2 separate regions of the Arachis hypogaea genome follow, and region 1 is linked to region 2. A link is a contact called in public Hi-C data. All regions are on one chromosome and are shown on one strand. Each heading gives the region's core, a stretch centred on a gene start, on an enhancer-like site or on the middle of the called end of the contact. The rest is flanking DNA. Distances are from core to core; before and after follow the strand shown.

What was found. A called contact is a pair of places that touch in the nucleus more often than the background predicts.
Region 1: a Hi-C map of an unstated tissue shows a contact between it and region 2, with 4 times the contacts expected there. The contact joins the promoter of LOC112803341 here to the promoter of LOC112801012 in region 2. A contact is called at or near these places in 2 of 8 Hi-C or Micro-C datasets (leaf and an unstated tissue).

What each region holds. Positions count from the first base shown.
Region 1 is chr5:26,475,736-26,481,101 of arahy.Tifrunner.gnm2.J5K5, reverse strand. It overlaps LOC112803341, which reads right to left and starts at 1,955. Exons shown (of 2, transcript XM_072238042.1): 1 at 132-1,955. The coding sequence starts at 1,955.
Region 2 is chr5:26,337,113-26,342,599 of arahy.Tifrunner.gnm2.J5K5, reverse strand. LOC112801012 (glycosyltransferase family 92 protein RCOM_0530710) reads left to right here and starts at 3,890. Exons shown (of 1, transcript XM_025843507.3): 1 at 3,890-5,487. The coding sequence starts at 4,254.

The DNA of each region.
Region 1 (5,366 bases), core at 706-3,205, 140 kb before region 2:
AAATTCTGAAAATCTGGAGCTTTAACCACATCAAGTTCATAATGTTGTAACTCATAATCCAATTGAATCTTTTCTTGCTCAGAAAAATATAAAGAATAGAAATTCTTTACAAGATTGCATATGTTGCAAACACTGAATAACTTGAAAGCATCTTTAGGATCTAGAGATGTACTCAGTATGAGGAGCTCGGTTGCTTGCTCACTAAATCTACTATTTAGCTCTTTCAATTGAAAATCTATCACGCTAGTAAAAATGTCAACACGATAGTGGTGTTCAACAGTGACAACATCCTTTTTACGACGAGACCGAATTATGTCACTAAAAGAAGCACCTATATCAGGTATCTGAATAGCATGATCATTGCAGAAAGAACTAACTTTCTCCAAAAGTGCTCCCCAACTACTATCTCTTAACTGTTGAATCAATGACTTTGTACTAGAAACCAGATGCATAGCATTCAAAATGTCTTGAGATTTTTGTTGCAATGCTTGACAAAGTTTATCAGTGATTCCCATGATTTCTTTCATCATATGCAAAATGAAAACAAAATCAAATGATAATAAAGATTTAAGAGCATAAGTAGCATCACCACGTTGAGAATATGTAGATCCATTAGTAGCCAAATCTTCCAGAACTGAAGTTGTTGCTCCAAACATACGTAAAAGGCTACAAATTGAGTTGAAGTGAGAGCTCCACCTGGTATCTCCTGATCTTTTTAATGTGCCAATTTGATTTGCTCCTCTTCCTGTTTCAATTTGCTTAGTTGCAACTAAATGGGAAATTTCAGTTGCATAAGCAGATCGTAATTCATCATTGCGTTTGCAAGAAGAGCACACAACATTGATAATATTACTCAAACTTTGGAAAAAAGCATGAACATCAACAACTTCTTTAGCCGCAGCAACAAGAGCTAGCTGTAATTGATGAGCAAAGCAATGAACATAATATGCATAAGGACATTCTTGAATAATTAAAGCTTGTAACCCTTTCCACTCTCCACGCATATTACTAGCTCCGTCATACCCTTGACCTCGAACATTTTGAATGTTGAGATTGTGATGAGATAATGCAGAACAAATCTCTTGTTTTAGAGTAGCAGAAGTAGTATCTTTGACATGAACAACATCTATTAGCCTTTCTTTGACAAATCCATGCTTATCAACAAATCTAACAACAGGTGCCATTTGTTCTCTTCTAGATTCATCTCTAGCTTCATCAACAATCAAACAAAATTTTGCATTACCAATCTCATTGCGAATTTCATTTTGCACTTTTCTAGCAAAAACATGTAGAATTTCCTTTTGAATAGAAGGTGATGTGTATATTGCATTTTGAGGAGCATTATCCAAAACAACTGCATCCACTTCTTTATTGTAAGAAGCTAATAATTTTAACATTTCAAGAAAATTTCCTCGATTCTGAGACTCATGACTCTCGTCATGTCCCCTAAAAGCACAAGCTTGAAACGTTAACCATTTGACAGTATCAATAGAGGCTTTAAGACGCAATCTATTGCTTAAAACTTGTTGTGAGCTTTGCTTAGCCAATACTTTGTCAATGTGACATAATTGATTAAGCAAATCTTTACAAGACTTAACAGCAATATTATGAGGAGAATTAAGAGATTTACCCACATGAGATAAAAATGCACAATCCTTTCCATTATTCACTTTTTTCCAATTGCGAAATCCTCCTGATGTGAATGGACTTGATTTTCTAGAAAATAAATAGCATGGAAGACAAAATGCAGCATCCACTTCTGGCGAATATTCTAGCCAAGAAAAACTCTTAAACCAATGAGCTTTGAAACGACGAGGATGACTTTCTAGACCAGAAAGAGGGTACTCATCCATAATAAATTGATATGGTCCAAACTTTATGTATGCTCTACGGATTTCATCTTGTTGATTGATAGGATAATTCCAAATTTGCGGACGCTTTCCGGGATCACGCATCAATGTATCAATATTAACTTGATCTATTTCAGTCCTTGCTATTTTGGAAGCAGGGGGTTGAATATCTTGCTCAACAAGTTGTGTCACAGGTTGTTCAATAATATTTTGAACATTACTCAAAGAATCTGAAGCTGAATTTTGTTCATCATATATTCTCTCTTTTCTCTTGAAAAATGAGTGAATTGTTTTCATCTTTGACATTTTTAACTTAACTTGAACTATCTAACAAAAAAAAAACAAAAATAATTGCATATATATTATTTTCTTAAAAAAAATATTAAACCTATTGAGCAATAACAAATAATTTTAGAAACACAAATATATAATAACCAAAAATAAAGTTATTGATTTACCTGATTATTTTTTGTTCCAAGTCTCACAAAAAAATAATTCTATTGAGTTTTGTCTTCACTTCAATCTTTGAACACTGTCCATTATAAAAAAAAATAAATTAATTATTTTAAATAAATAATGTAAATAATACTTGACATTGTCATTAACTTAAAAAAAATTGAAATATACCTCTTTGAATCTTTGTTGTGCATTCAATGGTTAATATTTTGTTGTTCACTTCTCTTCAATGGTTTTTCTTCATATGTCTTGTTTTGGTATGGAAAGAAAATTAGAATGAGAAGAGTAGAAGACCAAAAGTTTGGGAATCACTAAAAGAGAGAGAAAAGTGGCGCTATGCCTATGATAGTTTGAAACAAATATTTGAAAAATGTACTAGGGTTACTTTAATTAATAGTATGGGCTTGGGCTAGTATAATAGAACCATTTTTATTAATTATTAGAATGGGCTATTTGTTAACAAGAGCAACAATAATTCAAATATCTAATACATTTTTTAGTTTTTTTAATTTATAAAATTTTGTAAGTTATATTTTTTTTAATATTATATATAAAAAAATTTAATATTATTAATTATTACTATTTACTATTTTTTTTAAAAAAATTTGGGGGGGACCATGGCCACCTTAGGTCCCCCCGTGGATCCGCCACTGTATATATATATATATATATATATATATATATATATATATATATATATATATATATATATATATATATATATATATATATATATATATATGGGAACAAGGGGCAACGAGGGTTCAACAAACAAGCAACAAAAAACAGATAGGGCAAAAGAAACTAAACGCTAGTCGTCTATCAGGAGATGATGATTCCCTCTAGTTAGTTTATTGATATTGAATTCTTAAAATAAGTACTCGATTTTACCAACATAAAAAGAAGGAAGAACTCTTCATTTTTATTAAAATCGTGACACCGTCCTCTTCTGCTGTAGTTTTGTGACTTTGTACTTTGCTTCTCCAACTTGATTTAAACCATGTTTATCAAAAACTTTTTTATTTCTTTTGATTCCATCGTTAGCTAGGAACTTTCTTCACTTAGTACTGACAAGAAGTTAAGAGTAAAGCAAAAAATTTCCATCAATGTTAGGCTATGATGCACATACGGATACGGGATATAACATAATACAGGATAAATATATATATATATATATATATATATATATATATATATATTATAGATAAATTATAATAATATTTTAATATTTTATTGATATTAAAATATAAATTAAAATTTAATTATTTTTAATATTTTTTAATTATATAAAATATTTAAAATAATTTTGTTTTAATAATTAATAATATATATAATTTTTAAATTCATTTCAAAAATACATATTAAGAATAAGGCCAGACATGTAGTGATATTTAGGTTTATCTAAGCATGTCTAAAAAATTTTTTTATTTTTTATTAAGATATGATTAGACACAAAAAACATGCATATCGAACGGATGTCAAATGAATATCGTATTTAAAATATGTTTGGCACGTAAAATATGATAAAAAAAGTGGTCGTCCTTTATAGATATTAGGAAATTATTTATATATGTGTGCGCGCGTGCGCTACGTAGTAAAACCAGAAACAAAAAACAGCTATAGTAGAATAATATATATTTAGTGTTCAGAAAAAAATTTAAGTATTCTATTGTGAAAGTTTTATTATTTTGCTATGAAAAGTGTATACAAACTTTTTATATTTATAGAGTTTGCATATATTATAACAAATTTTTTATATTTTAAGAGTTTGCATATGTGCGATCTGCATGTACACACAAATAATCACAACAAATTTTTATACGAGAAAGTCTAGAGGCTAGCATTTTTATTAAAATTTAGCCAACACTTATTCAACAAAAGAAAAATGAATAATTCTCCATCATTAGATGTAATTTCACACCATTAAACATATTATTGATCACTAATTGATGGCTATAAATCACAAATTCTGCTGACTTCCTTAACACTCCTCTTTTTATATATCATGATAAGATTAGTATGTTTTTGAGATGTGTATTTTTATGGTGTATCTTCTTAAATCTGTTTGAATATCTGAAATTTAAGAGATGAAATTTTGTTAGGATTTGAAATTTGTTGGGATGTTTGATATTTGTTATTAAGCTATGTAACAAGAATCAGTTTTAGAGGTTATTAAGAACCCTTGCTGATATAAAATGAATGGCTTAGATGTGTGACAGTGATAGCATTTAAGAATCAAACTCAATATCAACGTATTTGATTTGAAAGCATAGTTGATGGCCACCTTCCACTACTTTGCAAGTTGCAAATTGCAAATGATTTCTAGTGAGAAAGGTATTTACAAATTGTACTTAGCGTTTAGAAGATGGGTAGTGCACATCAAATTCTCCTCAATCAATTCATTGACACTTCTTTCATGTCATGTCACGTTGCACCAAAAAACGAATTCATATACCACGACAGAATTGAAAGATTTTATTTCTCATCTATTCCATTAAATTGTTATATGTTAATAAATGTTCAAAGCTCGAGAACTTAAGAAAAAAAATAAACAACCATACTTTCGTTGGAGATGTTGAATTTAAATTTTGTTGACCATAAATCACTAGTATTCATCTTCTGTAGGGGGTGATTCTCCTCAAATCGGGAAGGAATAATGATTTGGATGCATGACAAAGTTCTTCATTTGAAATTTTAACACAATTAATTGGATAATTGAATTGAAGATCTAACTAAGCTAACATAATCTTATACCAAATGATTTACGTGTTTATTGATAGATGTTTATTTTAACGATTAAATAACGTGTGTATCTTCATATTGATTAGATATTTTAGCTCCCTAAAATATATATGTACAAAAAGAAAAGATTAATTATGTCTTTGGCAGAGGATACCTTAGGTTGCATTTCGTTTTTGTATGGGATAAACCAAATAGATATTCAATGGCAGAGATACGATGATGCAAATCTGGAGGAAGATAGAGGTTGGAGACGAAAAAAAAGACACACAAGCTGGTAAGAAGGATGAAAAATAGAACGATGAAACTTATTTACCAATT
Region 2 (5,487 bases), core at 2,641-5,140:
GAGGATTACACGCAGAGATTGAAAGTTGCAACCTAGCAATCTCAGCCGGCTAGTGGGAACGACGAAGCTGACTCCGAGATCTCAGTGGTAGATCCTAATAGGGTTTGGCGTGAGACCACCTCTGAACCCCAAAAGAATCGCCGCTTCAGGTTAGGATCGTTCTTCGCCATTGGCCTCCATTCCTCTGCATTGGCAGCTTCCTCTACCTCTTCTATTAGCCCTGCCAATCCCTAGAAAGCTGTGGACTTGAGAGAGGAGGTGTAGAAGCTGATACAAGAGCTTCACCAACAAGCAAAGAAATCTGAGCGAAGGTACAACGACCTTCTTGTATGCATGGGAGGAGCAGGAGCCGTTGCCATCAGCTCGAACCTGATGGAGAAGCTAGAGTAGCTAGATCATTTGCGAGAGCAAATGGAGATATACAATGAGTAGATACGAGCTGGAGGCAGTGGTGCTGCTAGTCAGCTGGGGGAAGACGACGATGACATCGATGATTACCGGGATCTGTAGGATTTAGGAATTAACTTTTTTCATGTCTACTTCATTGTATTCTACTTTTTATGATATTTTATTATATTCAGACTATTTATTTTTAATAAAATAATTTTTTAATTTCTGGTAATTTTAAATTTCTGTCATAATTTTGTTAACAAGAGTTTTAATTTGACTACTAATTGTGGCTTAACTATACCAAAAAAACTATCGTAGGATTTACTGGTGGAAAAATCCGACGCTAACTTGGCACCAAAACACGTGACATGGCCCCAAAGTTACCGTCAGAATAATCCGATGGTTATCAACAACTCACTCTCAACAAATTTATTGAAAAAACCGATGAAAAATCTGTCGATAATTAGTGTCGGACAAAATAATCTGTCGGTAAACAGTTTTTGACGCCGTTTATACCATCAACTTTAGAATGATGGTAAATCCAAATGTACTCAGAGCATTTCTTGTAATGACTGTCGGCTTTAGCGACAAAAAAGGTGTTCCGACGGTAATCTTTTTTGGCGATGAATTTCTCCTCCTTTCTATTAAAAAATCCGATGCTAAATCTGTTGGTACAGGTCAACGCTAAATCTGACAGTAATTCCGATGGTACTCAGCACTTTTCTTGTAGTGATTTATCTTTTCACAAATCACATTCTCTAGATCTTCAAAAAATAATGTGAATGAAACAACAATATCAGACAAATTTTCACATATAAATCTTACTCCATCAGGTGTTTGCAATAAAATCTTACCATAATAATGTACTATCAATATAACTTTATAATCCATTTTAACTTCTTCACTCACTATAACTTATTTTCACTCATTTGCAATAGAAGCAGCACAGAAGAATAGATGAGGAGAAATTATGTCTTGTGAGGATGAAAAAGAGAAATTAGCAATGGTGAAAGCTTCGTGATGAGGTATATATATGCATACAAATTGGACTGTCCTGTTTATAAACCCAAATTTAAAATTTTTATTTTGCACTAGTCAGACCCAAGGTTTTGAGTCTTTTGTTTTTAAAAATTTGAAAAACTACTACTCGAACCCTCTGAGTTAGACTTCTAAGATTTGAAAAAAAAAAGAATTGGCTACATTGTAATCGAATCGTTTGACTTTTATACTTAGAAATCACACGGTCCGATTTCTAGCACATGAGTCACCATCAAATCGGATGGTCCGATTTAATTATACACATTAAAAAATTAACACAACATTAGTAAAAAATACACATATATCCCAATATCAAAGACATAACACACAGTGTTATCAAATATCAAAAAAAATAAATTTTTAAATTATGATAAATAAAATATTTAATTTATTTATATAAAAACATTATCCATAGAACTTTACAAATACATAATTTGCTTACATTTTAAATGATAAATAAATATTTTTATTTAAATAAAAATTCTATATCAACAAAAAAATATGCAACTTAACTAATTATAACATTCTTACAAATTGAAACATTAAGTTAGACACTACCAGAAATTAATTAATAAATTCACACGTTAGTAAACTCACACATCTACATATATAGAAGGAGTTAAGCCTTAAAATAGTCTCTAAAGTTGCACTCAAGTCTCAAAGTGGTCCCTAAAATTGATAGTTATTCAAATTTGTCATCAAAATTACACTTCGAGACTCAAAATAATCCCTAAGACACTTTTCGTCATAAAAAAACTGAGGTAGACTGATTCCTGCCAAAACGATGTCGTTTTGTATTTATAAAAAAAATACATATTAGCCTTCGATGCTCCATTACCCAACCCCTTTCCCTTTTCATTCTGACCATATCCACAACTATCTCGAGTTAAAGACATGGCTATCCAAATCACTTTCCTCATAATCCAAGTAGTTCCTGAGAAGAATCTTGATAGCAGAAAAGGAACAGAAATTCATAAAAACATGCATCCATTCTGCCATTTTTCAAGAGAGTAGGGTCAAGTTTCTCAATGTGGTTCGTCGTGAAAACGAAGATCCTTTCACTCCCACAGCAAGACCACAACCCATCCATGAAATTTAGCAACCCAAACAGAGTAATTGAGTTCCCACTACTGCCGCTACAAGTTTTGTGATATAATTAAAGGATTTTTCTAGAAAATTTGTTTTCCAATATCTTTGTATCGCACACTCCAAGATTTTACTAAATCTTCAATAATTCTCAACTCTACTGTTTGCTTGTACAAAAAATATTTGAAAACCAAAATCTTCGTATTTTTAATTTGTTCTGTTTTGCGCTGTTGATTCAGATTTTATTCTTTTCCTTTTTTGATTTTTTATTTCTACAAAGCTAGATGGTTGAAACGACAATGAAAGATAATTTTTCTAATGGTTTCGATGAACGGTCGAGGATCGAGACTTTGGAGAGGGAGAGGGATGAGCTTGCAAACGAGTGTGGAGAGAAAGGGGCAAATTAAGAAGCTCATGATGAAGATCAAAGGACTCCGCAACGATGACAATGAGATAAGGGAGAAGGTTTTGTGATACAAGTTTCTAGGTAACGTGTCCCAAAGGACAATGTTGTTGTTGAAGGTTTCAAACATGGTGTCATTGTTGGCAAGGGCAAAGGTGAAAGTGGAGGAGTTGAGGTTTCATGTGTGGATGAGGTAGTTGTCGATGACGAAGATGGAGGATCTAAGGTAGAGTTGGACGGCATTGTAGAGCTTGTTGGTGTTGATGCCGTCGATCTCCATTATATCAAAGTAGCAGCAGGAAGGGAAGCAGTGAAAGATCTTATTGAAGAGTTTAGGGGAGGCAAAACAGAGATCTAGTGAAAATGCCGCTTGGAGTATGGTTTGACAATATGTCCAAAATGAAGAGAAAATGGGTTGGGGAAGGGGGAGGGGGGAGGGGGAGATCGAAGGCTAATGAATTTTTTTTTATATAAATACAAAATGATGTTGTTTTGGCAGGAATCAATCCAGCTCAACTTTTCCATGACGAAAAGTATCTCAAGAATTATAGACTACTATGAGTCTTAGAGTGTAACTTCGAAGACAATTTTGGATAATTATTAACTTTAAGGACCACTTTGAGGAATAACTCTAAATAGAAGTAATTAAAAAAATGACTATGTTATGTGTATATTAAAATCAATCATCAAAATTAATTATTAGTATAAAATACAAATTAAAATATAAAATACATATTAAAATAAGTTACATTTAAATACATAATGATTAATTTTTGTGGTTAATTTTAGTATACAAATAATATTTTTATTTAAAAAAATCTTTTTTCCCTCTTATTGGAATCCTCCTTACTCCTTAGTCCTTATTTCACCGATGTAGCTTTTACCTTGACGCGCCATGAGCCCATGACCATAGTAGCGCTAGCTAAATGTTACCCCTTAACTTACCCCTGTCCAGCAGAGTCCAGCCAGAATCTAAAGTTGTGTTCTTTTTGCACTTTTGAGGGCAAGTTTAACCCACATATGTTCTAACATTATTCCACATCCTACTGGCTAATATGATGTAATGGCTTTGCAGAGAGAATTAGAGAGAGAGAGAGAGAGAGAGCTAACTAGCTATAGCTATCAGATACAACCTTCTCCATTCCTCCTTTCTTTCTTTCTTTTTTTTTTCCCTTTTCTTTTTCTTTTTCTTTTTCTTTCCCCCATTAACGCATTAACCACACACCAAATCTGAACTCCACTTGTCCATAATTCCTTCATTCTTTTTCACCTTCCCAATTCTATTCTCTCTCTCTCTCTCTCTCTCTCTCTCTCTCTCTCTCTCTCCACCAAGAAGATGGAGGCGGCAGAACAAAGAAGAAAGAGGAAGCGAGGGAGGCACATCTTGTTGAGCCTCTCATCATCAAGATCACTCTTCCTCTGCTCATCCTTCATAATCTTCATACTCTTCATGTCCTCACACCACCGCTTCTTCCTCTTCTTCTTCAACTTCAACACCGCCACCCTCCTCCGCCCTCCCCTCGCGCTCTCTCTCCTCTACTCCTCCGCCACCAGCAACTCCATTCTTGACCCCTTAACGCCTCTCACTTCTTCCACCCCTTCCTTCACACTCCAACACCGCATCCAATTCCCCAACCACTACCTCCTCCTTCTACTCACCAACCACCACATCAACCCCCACCAACTTGAATGTGTCTATTATTACTACACAAACGCTTCTTCTTCTTCTTCCTCCGGTTCAACTGAACCGCTTGTTATTGAGGTTCAACCAGTTCTCTCAACCGACCGCTTTGATGAATCCCGATCCATTGCCAGGTGTCCCTTTCCACGGACCAACGGAACCGCCGTTGATTTGCGCCGGCGGGGGGGCAACTTGATTCGACGGAGTTCGTATTTCACGACGAACCAAACGGTGGTTCAGTCTTGGGAAAAGGGGGTTTACGAGGCGAGCCTTGATAGAGAGAGCAACACCGTTGTTGTGTTCGTGAAGGGTTTGAATCTGAGACCACACAAGGTTTCCGATCCGACCCATTTCCGGTGCCACTTTGGGTTCAAGAACTTGAACAAAGACGGTTCGTTTTTGATAACGACGAGGGCGGTTTCGGTGGCGCAAGAAGTTGTGAGGTGCTTGCTGCCGCAGGGTGTTAGGAACAACACTGATAGGGCTAAAGGGGTTGGGGTTACTGTGAGCCATTTGAGTGGGAATTTCCGGCACCCGGTTCGGACCATATTGCCCTCTATCGCTAGAATTGATGGAAAGGGTAAGAAAAAGAGGGGAAAATATGAGCTTTGTGTATGTACCATGGTGTGGAACCAGGGTTCTGCACTGAGGGAGTGGGTTATGTACCATGCTTGGCTTGGTGTGGAGCGTTGGTTCATATATGATAACAATAGTGATGATGATATTGAGGAGGTGATTCAGGATCTTGATTCTCAAGGGTTTAATGTTACTAGGCAGGTATGGCCTTGGATCAAGACTCAAGAAGCTGGGTTTTCTCACTGTGCTTTGAAGGCTAGAGATGAGTGCAAGTGGGTGGGGTTCTTTGATGTTGATGAGTTCTTCTATTTCC